2 separate regions of the Hordeum vulgare genome follow, and region 2 is linked to region 1. The links are chromatin contacts, called in public Hi-C maps. All regions are on one chromosome and are shown on one strand. The core of a region is the stretch at or near the end of the contact, and the rest is flanking DNA. Distances in the headings are between cores, read along the strand shown.

Region 1 (6,742 bases), core at 3,044-5,543:
TAGACATTTTTTATAAATTAAGAGCGTGTGCCCTATGGTATTTCTTTCTCCCGTTGCAACGCATGGGCCCTTGGGGATTTGTTTGCTGATGAATGAATGTATTGAATGTAAGATTGTATTGTTGTAGAGAGAGAGAATGGAACACCACCTTCAGTTTGTCATCTGATCCCATATTCTCTACCCCATGAGTGAAATAAGATAACAGTCCATTGATAAGTTCACGTAACCTCTTTGTTTTGCTTGGTTGTCCCGCTCAATTTCTCATCATGATGGAATTAACAATGGACGGGTTGATTTCTCAACAAAATAGGATAGGACTGACTACAGTAGTTAGTTAGCTTATTATTTTAGTAAATCAAAATAATTATAAAAAAATTAAAAGCGTGTGGTATTTTTTTTCCGTTGCAACGCACGGGCCCTTTTGCTATATAGTTAAAGCAAAATCATAGTCATGTACTCCCTCCGTCCGAGATTACTTGTCACAAAAATGAATAAAAGTGAATGTATCTAAAACTAAAATACATCGAGATACGTCCATTTATATGACAAGTATTTTCGAACGAAGGGAGTACTAGATTTAAGCCCACAGTTATGTACTGTGTTTAAATTGGTTTGGGTAAAAAAATAGTGAGTTCATTTTTAATGGGGCTAAAAATGACATTAAATGAATATGATTTAAGTATGATTTTAAGAGATAAATGTATGAGTATGACTTAAATATGGGAAATGATTAGTACCTTCGACGGATTGCTCCTAGGCGTCAACCGCCTCCGTCATCTACCACGTGTCCACCTTTCCTATCTCCAGGAACAGGGCCACGGCTTGCACGGACATCGATTATGGAAAGGATATAAATTTCTGCAACAAGATCTTAGTTGCAGAATAATTCTACATTAAGACCTTTGTTGTAAAATATTTCTACAAACTTGATCTTAGTTGCAGAATAATTCTACATTAAGACCTTAACTTCTGTAAAGTTTCTGTTACAGATATTTTTTTGACAAAATTCTATAACATGACCCGTGTTTCTGCAACACAACCTATGTTACAATAGTACATGATGACGCTCAACCATTCGATTCATGAGATCCGACGACTTACGAGGTGGTGGATCTTTTCAAAGAATCCGCCGGCTGACGCGTAGCAGCCCCTTTAAATATGATTCAAGTATGAAACCATTCTCAGGTTTACTTCCATAGCGACGACCACAAGTGCAGCACAAAACATCACACAGGTGGATCCACCATCACATGAACCGAACTACTTGCATGAGTATAGGCGCAACATCACCGAGCAACCAGGACTAAGATAACCTATAACAGTAGAGCACTCACAATATGCCCAACTGGGTCATATCATATATTTGAGATTCCTGTCAAATTAAGGGTACAAAGGCATGGCACAAAACTGTCTGAAAACAGCTAGACAACAAGCACGCAACCATGGTCCAACAACCTTAAGAAGACTCGTCATCTTCCTCACCTCCCAGGTGCGCCAAGCCTTCCTTGTACACTTCAAAGTCATCCGAGGACCAGCGGCAGACAAGGTACAGTCGGAATGTCGCCATCTTCGTCCCAAGCACGCGCTGCAACGAAGAAATCAATTTGGTCTCAGTGCAAAGAAACAGATCCCAGTTTGCAAAACAAGGGGAGCCATGATTCCAGTGCTATCAAGGATAAAAAATGTGGTATTTTGAAGTTTGGAACACAGTGCCATCCAGTGGCGGGTCTAGGCCCCAGACACGGGGCATGAAGCCCGCATCCGCTGCACACAGTAGCGAATACTGTGGTAATTGCTACAGCGTACAAAGAGGGTGCCATCTGCCTCTATGTTTTGCCAGACATATAGCTAACCAACATGGCATTACTGGGAAACTATACTGCTGCTTCCCGTAGCTTGATCATATGATGATAGCACATGCTCAGTATCTGTCTTGTTATTTTTAACTAATATATGTCAGGTAGCACTGCACAATATGCCATACATACCAGAGTGTGTGCTGCTTCTGGTGAAAGGGGCTTCCCTTCTTCACATACGACATGATCTGCAACCAATTCAACAACACCTGCACCAACACGGTCAACTTTATAAATTCCAACGATTTTGCTTGGTAGCTTCAAGCATCTGCATGAAAGGGAAGTACAAACCTTTGTTTAGGCGAACTGGCAGTCCTTGCTTGCGCAGAAAGGGTTCCATTTCATGTGAAAACTTTTCCAGAGGGCCTTCCTTTAGCTCAACCTGAGGCATCATAAAGTTACAAGTTTGTTAGCCAACTCATACAAGAAACAAGTGCTATTTAATACTCCCTCCGTCCCAAAATAAGTGACTCAACTTTGTACCCAAAATAAGTGACTCAACTTTGTACTAACTTTAAGAATAACACCAACTTCAGACTACCACTCATTGGTATGCTCTATTCAAACTTGGCAGCCACCATAAATACTTCTTTCAAATGGAGTATTATTAAACTGAATCTACACAGGAAGGATGTCGACCTTCATTTCACTAAGTCATACTCCCTCTGTTCCGTGCAATAGGGCATGTGATTTTTTTTCATGCAATTACTAATAGAAGGCATCCCATCAATCTCACGCCAATTCTACCAAAAATACCCACACCAGCTGTTACAAAGTTTTTAAATGCAGCGATGCAGCGTCTGTAAAACTGGTGTAATAACTTAATCCCCAGAACTATCATGCGGTTACTTCTACATTTCCCATCTCCCCCACAGTCTGTAGCAAGAAAGGCCAGCATAACATGCGTCTGCTTTAGGACCGACATTTAATTAGGGGTAAGATTGGAACGATTGACCACTTTAGGCCTGTCAGGTTTTGCAAAATAAGTAACCTTTATATCAGAAAAGAGAGTATTACCAGTACTAATTACATGTCCAGAATTACTAATAGCTTAACATTGTCCTAAAAGCTTGACCACAAGTCCATGAACATGGAAACAGAAGTAATACCGTTTGAGTCGCAATACTTCCTGTCCTCGCAAAATCATTCGCCTCAAATTCTCGGAATAATCTGCACACATGATTTATGATGATAACTTTACTAGAGCCGCACCAAGTAAGCAAGCATGCATTAGCAACAATGTGCAAAGCTAAAAACTACAATATGGGGCTACCTCTCGACATCATCCCTTGGGAGATTCGTAAATAACAATCCAGAAGCACCTTGAAGGAACTAGATACAGAAAAGTTGCTGTCAGCTAAAACCTCACAAGGATGGTGTGGATTACACTTAACAGTATATACCAAATACTGGCGAAGGATGAATCACCTTGGAGAGTTTATGCAGGCCTGTCTTAGCTTCATCAGCAGGTGACCGCCCCAATGCTATCTGCATGACCTTCTTTCCAGCAAGGAATATCCTGAGAAAAAAAATTGTACGAAAGTGACTTATCACTTTATCAGGGTTCCAAGGTACTGTCTAGCAAAACAAAGCAGCCTGTATCAACGAGCGAAAGTAACTTGTGTTGATTCAACAGCAATAACTGCTGTTAACGTTTGGAAATCGGTCACTGTTGTGAAGGAAAAGGTTCCAACCCAACCATATCCTACATTGATCTTGGATAGCAGTAGAGATGACACAGCATAACGGATACTGTAATTAGTAGTAGCAAATAAAGAGTGGAACCTACCGGCTAGATGACTTGAGTTGGTCCCTGAGGGCCTTGAGCTTCTGATTCCTCATATTGTTGTAGGTGAAGACATAGGCGCTGCTGTGGCGCTCAATCGCGTCTTTTATCTCCGTGACCACCTTGCCCTTACGCTCTAGGCCCGGCTTCTTCTTGGTCTTCGACAAGGTGACTGCGTCCATCATCAAGCATCGAATTTTTTAGCATGACATGATATAAATTATAAAACAAAACAAAACAAAAAATGATACCTCGAAAAAAGAAAAAAAGAAAATCTTGCTCGCTGGAACTTGGGTTTCAGTTCTTGATTAGCAGAGATTTAGGTTCAAATAGGTTCCAAGGAGAGGCACAGATCATCATCTAGAGTATTGCAGTAAACTAGAGCATATAAACACTACTGGTTGTGGGAACTAATCCAGATACACAGGTTTGGTCGAATCAAGGAAGCGAGCAGAGGCAGGAGGGGGGGACTGAGGGCAGCGGAACGGAGCGAGTGAGCTGACCTGAGCGATTGCGCTTGGATTTCGGCATGGCGGAGGCTTTGGATTCGTCTTCCTTGGCTGCTGTCCTGGGAGTAGCGGCGGCGGCGGCGGCGGTGGCAGTGCCTAGTGTTCTAGGGTTTTGAGAGGGTTCTCTCTCTCTCGTCCTGCCGGCTTTTGTTTAGTGTTGCGCCGCTCGACGAAGGGGAGAGAGGCCGCAGGGCAGGCCTCTGTTGGACCAGAACAGGCCCGACTATCCCCATTCGCACTTAGCCTGGCCCATTAATCTTTACGAACATTTTTTCTATGTCTCGCTTGCTGCGAGACAGCCGGTAATGGCCCGGCCGAGTATCCATGTGGACTTCCCACGTTGATGCCACGCACCGTTTTTTCTTTAATTTCGTTTATATTTTGAGATATACTAAATGGAAAATACTTCTTGCTCACCGGACGGATCTCGCAAAACATCCACCACCTCGTTTACTCGAGCGTGTCCCATAGACCGTAAAAGATGGAGCATCTTTCTATCCAGTCATTCGTCTCAAACCTTCTCTTATCCATTTCTGCACTATATTCAACCGCTGCTTCACTGCAGACCGAAAACATGCCTCGACTGTGAGTCGCCGGCATAGACTAATACTGGAAGCCGGCAACCCGGTGCTGCGTTATGGCAGCTCGCGTCCTGACTGATGAGGACATCAACACCATTGTTACACCCACAGCCCCAGCTGCTGTACATACTGGACCAGTTACTAGAACTCGTGCACGCCAATTGAATTACCAGGTACTTTCATTTCTTGGAAATACTTCTAATGTTCATGAACATATGATGCTGTCCAAGTTAGATACTTTGTTGTGTTCTTGAATGAAGGACCTAGCATGGACAAGAAGGATATCCGTTGGAGCGGGATCAAGCATGAAGAAGAAGGTGCACGCGCGCGAGAGAACAATGAAGCTTCCACTGGTGATTTTCGCACTCTAAAGCCACCATAAGGAGAGCATGAAGGCTTTGGACGAAATATTCAAGATGTCACTTTATAAATTTCATCCATAGGCTATTATAGGTGTTGCGCCACCTTATTTTTGGCCGAGGCCCATGTAATTTCGAAATACTATAATATAGGCTATTTTTAGAGTCCGTATGTGTGGGGAAACCGAGTTTAGGGCTGTTTTTGGACCCCTCCTCTAAGGGTCACGAAATTGCCTCTCTATTCCCTCATATATACAACCCTTAGGGCACCGTTTAGACTTGGGTTTTGTTTAGATTACAAGTTCGCCATAGCTGCAACTTCGCGTTCTTCGTTTGTGTTCTACGACCAGACAAAGGCATCACAGAACCCCACCTTCATCAATAAAGTTTTCCTCTTATATTCGCAATATCTTGATTGCATCTTGGTTTCTTGCTTGTTCTTTGTTTGCGTGCAGGAAACAGACCTTCGTGGTCAGGTTGATCGTGCTCCAGCATGGCCAATAACCTCTCGGAGTTGGTTTAGCGATTGCTAAGGCACGACGTCCTCACACGTTCGTAGTCGGATCGTTAAAGTCTACTCCACCAAAACGATACCCACGATCTCATCAAAAGACACGGACAACTTCGCCTTTATCAAGTGGTATCAGGTTTTCAGGTTGCTCGGTGAGATTTTACCAGTTTTTCGTAGTTAGATCGCGTCTGTTCTTCATACCTATAGTCCACAAAAAAGCCAAAAAAATTAGGGTTAGATCATCATATCCGAACCAATCTGAGCCTTTGCATAGTCTTTTCAGTAGTTTGCTTTGTTGAAATTGCGGTTACATCGTCGTGTCGAGTTGCTGGTCTTAGTGTCTAGTTCTTTAGAGTTTCGAGTTCTGTTCACAGGTTATCACACCGCCACTGCACCATCTTTCATCGCTGCCATATACCACCTCCACGCTACCATCATCGTTGCTGCCATATACCACCACCACGCCACCATTATCCTTCCTGTCATATACCACCACCATATATCCACCACAATCCTTTATGCTTTAGGTTAATTTTGAGATCTTTTTGCTTTCGGTTTCGCGTTTCCTTACCTGAGTAGGTTTCGGAAAAAAAATAAAAAAAAATAAGAGAGTTTTGTTAGGCTTTCCAGAGCATTTTTTAGGCCAAAATTTCGAGGGGTGAAATTTTTTTCCCATATCGTTTTGTTAGGCTTTTTAGAGAGTTTTGAGACACTCGCCATCATAGTGATTTTTATCGCAATTTTTCGTCGTCGCAGCCCCGAATTGCTCCAGAAATAAAAAAAAATGTCAAAACAAATTCGTGCCTATCCTGTTTTTTGTGCTTGGGAAGAGTTTTGAGACACTCGCCATTATAGTGATTTTCTGGAGAGAAAAAAAAGAGCGCAAAAAAGGAGGAAAAAATCAGAGTGGCTCTTCCCTTGATTAGTACGTGTCATCGTGACTTCGTTGGTATTCTAGGCTGGCGTCTCTAGTACGGTCTAGCCTAGGACCAGCACGGTACCGTCGTTGAGCGTCTTTTCAATTTTGTATCTCTGAACTGATTATTGCTCACCCTTCTTGCTACCATATTATAAGCCTTTCCAGATCCACATACATCTACATCGTGTGTTTGACACCACCTGGCAATCGCTCTATCCAAG
Region 2 (6,742 bases), core at 2,185-4,684, 210 kb before region 1:
AGCGTCATAGACGGAAGAGGGGTATAGTTGAGCACCGATTTATTTTAGGGGTAAAGATGAGGTCGGGGCGAAGTTAGGAAAAAAATGTAAATGTCCCTATATTATTCTGCTTTCCCTTGAATAAGTGTGTATGTGGCAAATGCCTAGAGCTGATCATAAGAGCTCAGAGAGACATTTATTGAAGATCCATAGTTCCTAAAATTAAGCCACAATGAAACTATATACATGATCACTATTTGGCATAATCCCCTTCACGTGAGAACCAAAATTCCAGCAAACAATGATTGAAATGAAGTTCTTGGGAGCCTTAAGGGGAGGTATAAGTGTAGGTATGTTCACGAGCACTAAAGCATCATGTTTTCTACATGCCTTTCACTCCCTAATCTACGTTGTCTCTATCAAACAAAACTCTTCCATGCATTTCCAACAAGCAAGTGTTGTTTAAAAAAAATAGAATCGAGTGTTGCAAAGTTGTTTTATCTAGTTGATCAAAAACTTTGTGTTGAATATTTTTTCTTAACTAACACTTGCATAATAAACCATGCCACAGCCACAACTATGCTAAGTTTTCACGTCAAGAAGCATAAGTCTATCTAGGCATACCGATCGTAAGTGAACCAAAAGCTTCTCGTTATTTTGGTTTAAACAATTGAGTTCCTTATGATCCATATTTCTCCTTATGTTGCTCAAAGATGATCTAGTTTAATCTTTGGGGAGTTGATGAGTGATATTTTTACACTCATTCACCCTTTGTTTAAACCGAGACATTTCACCAAAACCGATATATTCGCTCTGGTATTGGTACTAATGACTAATGAATGCAAATGATTCCATAAATCATCTCTTTGATGTGTTTCCATAAGAAATTGGCTAGAAAGGAAAGACATCATGTAGGAACATGGAAATGAGGAACAGTGGAGATAGAGTAAATCAGGAGTAGGCGCACCACAAGCCAGAGAGCAAAAGACAACGTTACATACGACCGTGACCGGTCGTATGGTGTGGATTCTGAGGCTCCTCGTCCACCTAAACAACTTTTGTAAAGGGTTTGAGCCATAACAAAATCATCTTCATCCCCTTCCATCAACCATATCCGTCGCAGTTTCCATCTCTGTAGCCACCATCACCACATAGTCCATCTTCCTCTAATTCATACTTGTAATCGTGCATCGCATAAGGCAACCATTGTAATACATATTACAATAAATCAATCTTAAAGATGCGTTCTTTAATGTTTTCGTCATGTGATCTGAACTCCATGTGTGAGTAGTTCAGTAAAGTATTGGTTGAGAGATAGGCCTTACAACCCTGTGTATTTGTTGTGAGGATCAATGGAAGAGCTTTGAATTATGGTCATGTACGTGTGACTTCTTTTTCCATATATGTCTTTTGCCTTGTCCGTGTTCTTCATCCCTGCATGTACCCAGGATCATAGAGAGCGAGTCACATAAATGATAAGGATAGGGAGAACGTGAACTGTTATTCTGAACACCACATGACAGAAAGGTTTAGTATGGTAACATGGATCAAATCCCTGGGATTCATGAGGTGTAGTTGTTAAAAATCAAAAGCTCTTGTCTGATTATTATAATCTGAATTATCGAGGCAACCCTGCTCGACGAATAGGGCCTTCAGTAGCACAATTGATTCTTGATGCATGACTCATGCCGGTCAAAATGTTATTTGGACACATCCCCCACTTCGGTTTGTAACAAGCACATCTCAGTGGGTGACTTCCAGCGCACAAATTATGAAACTATTTGGTCCCAATACAAATAAATGATTGTAAGCATTAAAACACCTCATACACGTACTCCCTCCGTCACGGTTTAGAAGGCGTGCATGCAAATTCTCTAGGACCTAGGTGGTTATTGATTGGCTGTGAAATGAGTTAAAAAATAGCATTCACACTATACATGCATATAGAAGTAGTACCACGGAGTACTAGTTAGCTGCTAGGAGTAAATGCAACGTGCCTTAATCTTTGTCTATTTTGGAAACGCACGCAAGTCTAACCGTGCCTTCTAAACCGTGACGAAGGAAGTACCTCTTTTCATTATAAGTATTTCATCACCATTTACTTGATTGATTCAGTCAAAAGATGGAATTACTCCATACTATTGCTTGCTAGTGACCGCTTCAAGGGAACTCGATAATCCAGGGTCACTTTTTTGGGGGAATAGGCGTGGGGTACTTTCTGTTCCGTTATCGGATCACACAAACAGAAAGTATCACTTGACAACTTGAGGATGGTAGAAATAATAGTCTGCTACGAGGCCGGAACCCTCTATCATATGCAACACGAGAAGGCGTGCGAGCTGGATGATGATGGGACTACATATGGGGTATTTGAACACATTTTCTTTCGGGTTTGTAGCTTGATGGAGTGCAAGGTAATGATGAGCGATGAAATATGTGTCGTGCGGAGCCGTTTCATATGCATTTGTGGCTACATTGTGGTCGATTTAGAGTGGTAGCGGGATGTGAGTTAATGCACATTTGTGGCCGAGGAATTGTCGGTCGTGGCAACGATAGTAGGAGGAGGAACGCCAACCGCAACTGGTGTCCGGGAGAGCTTCTAACATGACGATGGCTAACTCAGAGATTGTCAAGGAAGCGTCCGACGGCTGGCCGAGGTACTGGCTGGGGAGCATAGTATCAAAGTCGGCGATTCGTTGTTGGACTGCGCGGAGACCGGCGGAGAGCGACGACGACCGGATAGGGCAACATAGGGCGTGCACGGGAAAGATGGATACACAATAAAGAATGGGCTTAGAACATACATAACATTTGAAACTCTCACTCGGACAACCCATGAACAAAGTGGCTAGCTCTATAGTACATCAGGAAACTTTTAAAACTCTCGCTCCGATAGGTGAGTACAAAAAAATCATCAAGTCGGAGACACACGACAATAGTTTGAAAAAAGATGACAACGTGGACACATAAATAGTTATTTTCACTTAACGGTGCCAACACTTTGTAAATGTGAAAACCGAACGCTTATGTGACATCATTGTTGATGCGAACGATGTGCATGTTAAGAGAATTGCTAGTTTTTTTAAAAAAAATTGTAAGATGTATTCCTTCTATACCGAATTACTTGTAGTTGGGGAGAGCTAGACTAGTTTCCTCCAACTATAATTATTTTGATACACAAGGAGTAAGATGTAAGATAAGGCGATGCATGAAGTGTGAGCTCTTAAATGTTGATTAACTTTATCCATTTCTTTGACAGGAGATCTAAAAGCATATTAATTCTAAATTCTTTCGCACTTTTGGTAATTAGATACTCAAACAAACATGCTGTACTTGGTAGCTTAGCGTGCACCGCTATCATTACGGAGACACTGGAGGGCAAATGTGCAAAAGACTTCCAACAGACACCCCACTACTAAAAATTCCACCCATCTTCTCTGCCCCGTTGGTTCCTCCTCCTCCCGTCCTCAGATCAGATCCGATCTCTCGCTCGCTCGCTCGCACCGGCCGGGCGAGACGACGCACGACCGACCCCCCTCCCCTCCCCTCCGACTGCGTCCTCTCGCCACCGCCGTCTGCCGCCATGGCGGCGGCCAACGCCCCCATCGCCATGCGCGAGGCCCTCACGGTAACACGCGCGCGCATCCTGCTGTCCGCTTCCGCACCCCCCTCCGGGAGTCAGATCAGATCTCCCGGCAGGGGCCGGAGCTCGCGGCCGACCGACTCGACTGACTGACTGAACCGTCGTCCATGCTGTTGTTGCTTGCAGCTCACGAGCCTGGGGATCGCGCCGCAGTTCATCACCTTCACCCATGTCACCATGGAGTCGGACAGGTACATCTGCGTGCGGGAGACCTCGCCGCAGAATAGCGTCGTCATCATCGACATGGCCATGCCTAGCCAGCCCCTCCGCAGGCCCATTACCGCCGACTCCGCGCTCATGAACCCCAACACCAGGATCCTCGCGCTCAAAGGTAGATCTCGCCGACCCCTCTGCCTTTGGGATCTCGTTTCCGTACGTGCCGCGGCTTCCATCCTAGTCTGCCGCAGGATCTGTCAGAATTGGGCGGTGATCTCATCCTGTAGCTCCGTACTTAGTACAATGTGCAAATGGTCCAGTGGCTATTAATTTGCATAGAAGCCCACGATCAAGTTCCAGCTGGGGATCTGATAGTTTAGAGTGGCGATTGACAATTTAGTTACATACTTGTAATGACAAATAGCACAGTATCTCAGTGACGAATATGCTTGATCTTTTTCAAGCTACGAGCCCTAAGGTGCACTAATGGCTTGTCATCTTTTGCATATATAGATAATTCCGTTATAATAATATGCCAATGTCAGAAAGACAGCTTGGTGATCTAATATCTTAAACTTGCCGTTGAATTGCGATGAATACATATGTTCTAGAATTTGAAAAGTGAATGCTCCAATGAAAGGTCACATACATCCTTTCTAGCTTGTGCTGATGTGTACTGAAATCCTACACTTTAAATGCGTATGATAGCTGCTTATTGGTTGTGCTCTGAGATCAGAGTTCCCATGGATTGCATGGCGTCTATTTTGTCTATACTGTAACCATGACCACAACGTAGATTCCCTATAGTTGAGCTTAGCTTGGACTTTGGATGGGTCATCGTATATAGGAGTTAATATATGAACTTGTGCAAGTACTTGTATGCTGTTGTTCTCATTGAATTGATGACTTCTCCACGAACTGGATCTGCTTGTATTGTTTACGGTCTATTTTTGTCAAGGAAAATGCTACCTTAGTTTTGAGAGAAAACTGTAGGGTGCGGTCCAACGGTATGAATAGTATTAACAACTAAAACGAAATATGCACAAGATATGGACATGGGGGAACATGCAAATTACGTACACTGCTAGGCCTAAATGGGATGTACAATGGAATTACCCCAGGCACAGAGCTTCTATACCCTGTTGAGCTTAAACTATGGGAGAAGGGCCTTCCTTCTAAATGGTGGAGCCCACCAAGGCCTGTGTTAATATTTTCAAAGATTTTGGTTTCCACCGCTTCCTAATGTGCTATGAAGAGGCTTTCTGTCTATTCTTTTTTAAATTGAATGCTCCCTTATTACCAGTCCTCTTTGTTTTGGCTAGTTAGTTATGATAAAGTAGAACTTGCATGTAAAACCCTATTTTATGTGATAATTTTTTTACGTTGCTTTCTACATACAAATAGAATAGTGATACCGGTTCTGCAAATAAACGGACATCTGCCATGTGATGTTCTTGCAGAATCAGAATTGCCCATCTTAAATCGCATAAAGTTAAAATGACTGGTTCCTTTTTGCAAATATAAAATAAAAGGATAGTGTCTGCCTGTCTGGCTACTGCATAGTTGCCCGGGTTCATTTTTTTTCTTTTGTAGAAACCGCATATTCATACATACCGTCTGTGTACTTTGATCTATGTATTTCAGGAGTTCACCAATAGACATGATAAAATCCCACCTTTTTCTTTGCAGCTCAAATACCTGGAACCACGCAGGATCACCTGCAAATCTTTAATATTGAAGCTAAAACTAAAATTAAGTCACACCAGATGCCTGAGCAGGTGAATGTTTTAAATTGTTTTCAAGTGTTCTTGCTCCTTCAGTTTAAATGCTAATGTGTAATCTTACTTGATAGTTGATACATCTTGCATATCTCCTTCTACATTCACAGGTTGTGTTTTGGAAATGGATCACCCCAAAGTTGCTGGGGTTGGTAACACAGGCATCAGTGTATCACTGGTCAATTGAAGGTCACCCCTCCGACAGATCACATTTATTATCGGTTATATACTTCCAGATTTGCATGATTTGGCTACTACATATACAAAACCAAAATAATCATCGCTTGCTATCGCTGGAATGCAGGAGATTCTGAGCCCACTAAGATGTTTGATAGGACAGCTAATCTGGCTAATAATCAGATTATCAACTATCGTTGTGATCCAGCGGAGAAGTGGCTCGTGCTTATTGGAATTGCACCTGGTGCCCCAGAGGTATGATTAACAGACATTCTTAATATGTGTTATCATAACGTAGTGCACCACTGTCTTCCCAATTGAACACGATATGAAGACTACAATTGCTTTTGCTTCTCTTCCTGACATTTCCATCTCGATGATTTTGGCCCCTCTTGCTGTGTAAGAATATAACTTGTAGTTTTCCAGAATTAAAAGCAAATCTACCACAGTGAGCTAGCAGAGCAGTTGTTGTAGGCACTTCTTAAATGATATGCTTTGTCATATGTGCTTCTCACATTGATGAGCTTTCCTTTTCACCTATCAGAGGCCACAGCTGGTAAAGGGAAATATGCAACTTTTTTCTGTGGATCAGCAGCGTAGCCAAGCTCTTGAAGCCCATGCTGCTTCATTTGCAACATTCAAGGTACTATTCAGTTATTTAGTGCTGCTTATATAATTTTGTTTATCTTCTAGTGTTTAACGACTGCTTGGTTTTCCTAACCAGGTTCCTGGCAACGAGAACCCATCCACCCTCATCTGTTTTGCTTCTAAGGCATCTAATGCTGGAACACTTACTTCTAAGTTGCATATTATTGAATTGGGCGCCCAGCCAGGTTTGCATTTAGAACCCTGAAGTTCTACTTTTATTTCTGCATTCAAATTCTTAGTCGAGAAAACTTCAGGCACCTATCATGTTGTAGACACAACTGAATTTCTTTATCCACCATACACTTGCCATTAGATGTAGCCATTGAAAGATTGCTCTGTACATTTTATCCTGTATTTCCCT

Evidence for each region. A called contact is a pair of places that touch in the nucleus more often than the background predicts.
Region 2: a contact with region 1 is called in a Hi-C map of leaf, with 2.0 times the contacts expected there. The contact joins the promoter of LOC123452830 here to the promoter of LOC123395342 in region 1. A contact is called at or near these places in 3 of 6 Hi-C or Micro-C datasets (leaf and seedling).

What each region holds. Positions count from the first base shown.
Region 1 is chr5H:332,481,756-332,488,497 of MorexV3_pseudomolecules_assembly, reverse strand. LOC123395342 (mRNA turnover protein 4 homolog) reads right to left here and starts at 4,293. Exons shown (of 8, transcript XM_045090336.1): 1 at 4,146-4,293; 2 at 3,646-3,814; 3 at 3,285-3,375; 4 at 3,130-3,188; 5 at 2,966-3,026; 6 at 2,148-2,238; 7 at 1,989-2,065; 8 at 1,317-1,585. The coding sequence starts at 4,173. The coding sequence ends at 1,457.
Region 2 is chr5H:332,686,815-332,693,556 of MorexV3_pseudomolecules_assembly, reverse strand. It overlaps LOC123452830 (clathrin heavy chain 1-like), which reads left to right and starts at 3,434. Exons shown (of 30, transcript XM_045129553.1): 1 at 3,434-3,607; 2 at 3,749-3,953; 3 at 5,468-5,556; 4 at 5,667-5,745; 5 at 5,861-5,988; 6 at 6,278-6,376; 7 at 6,458-6,566. The coding sequence starts at 3,563.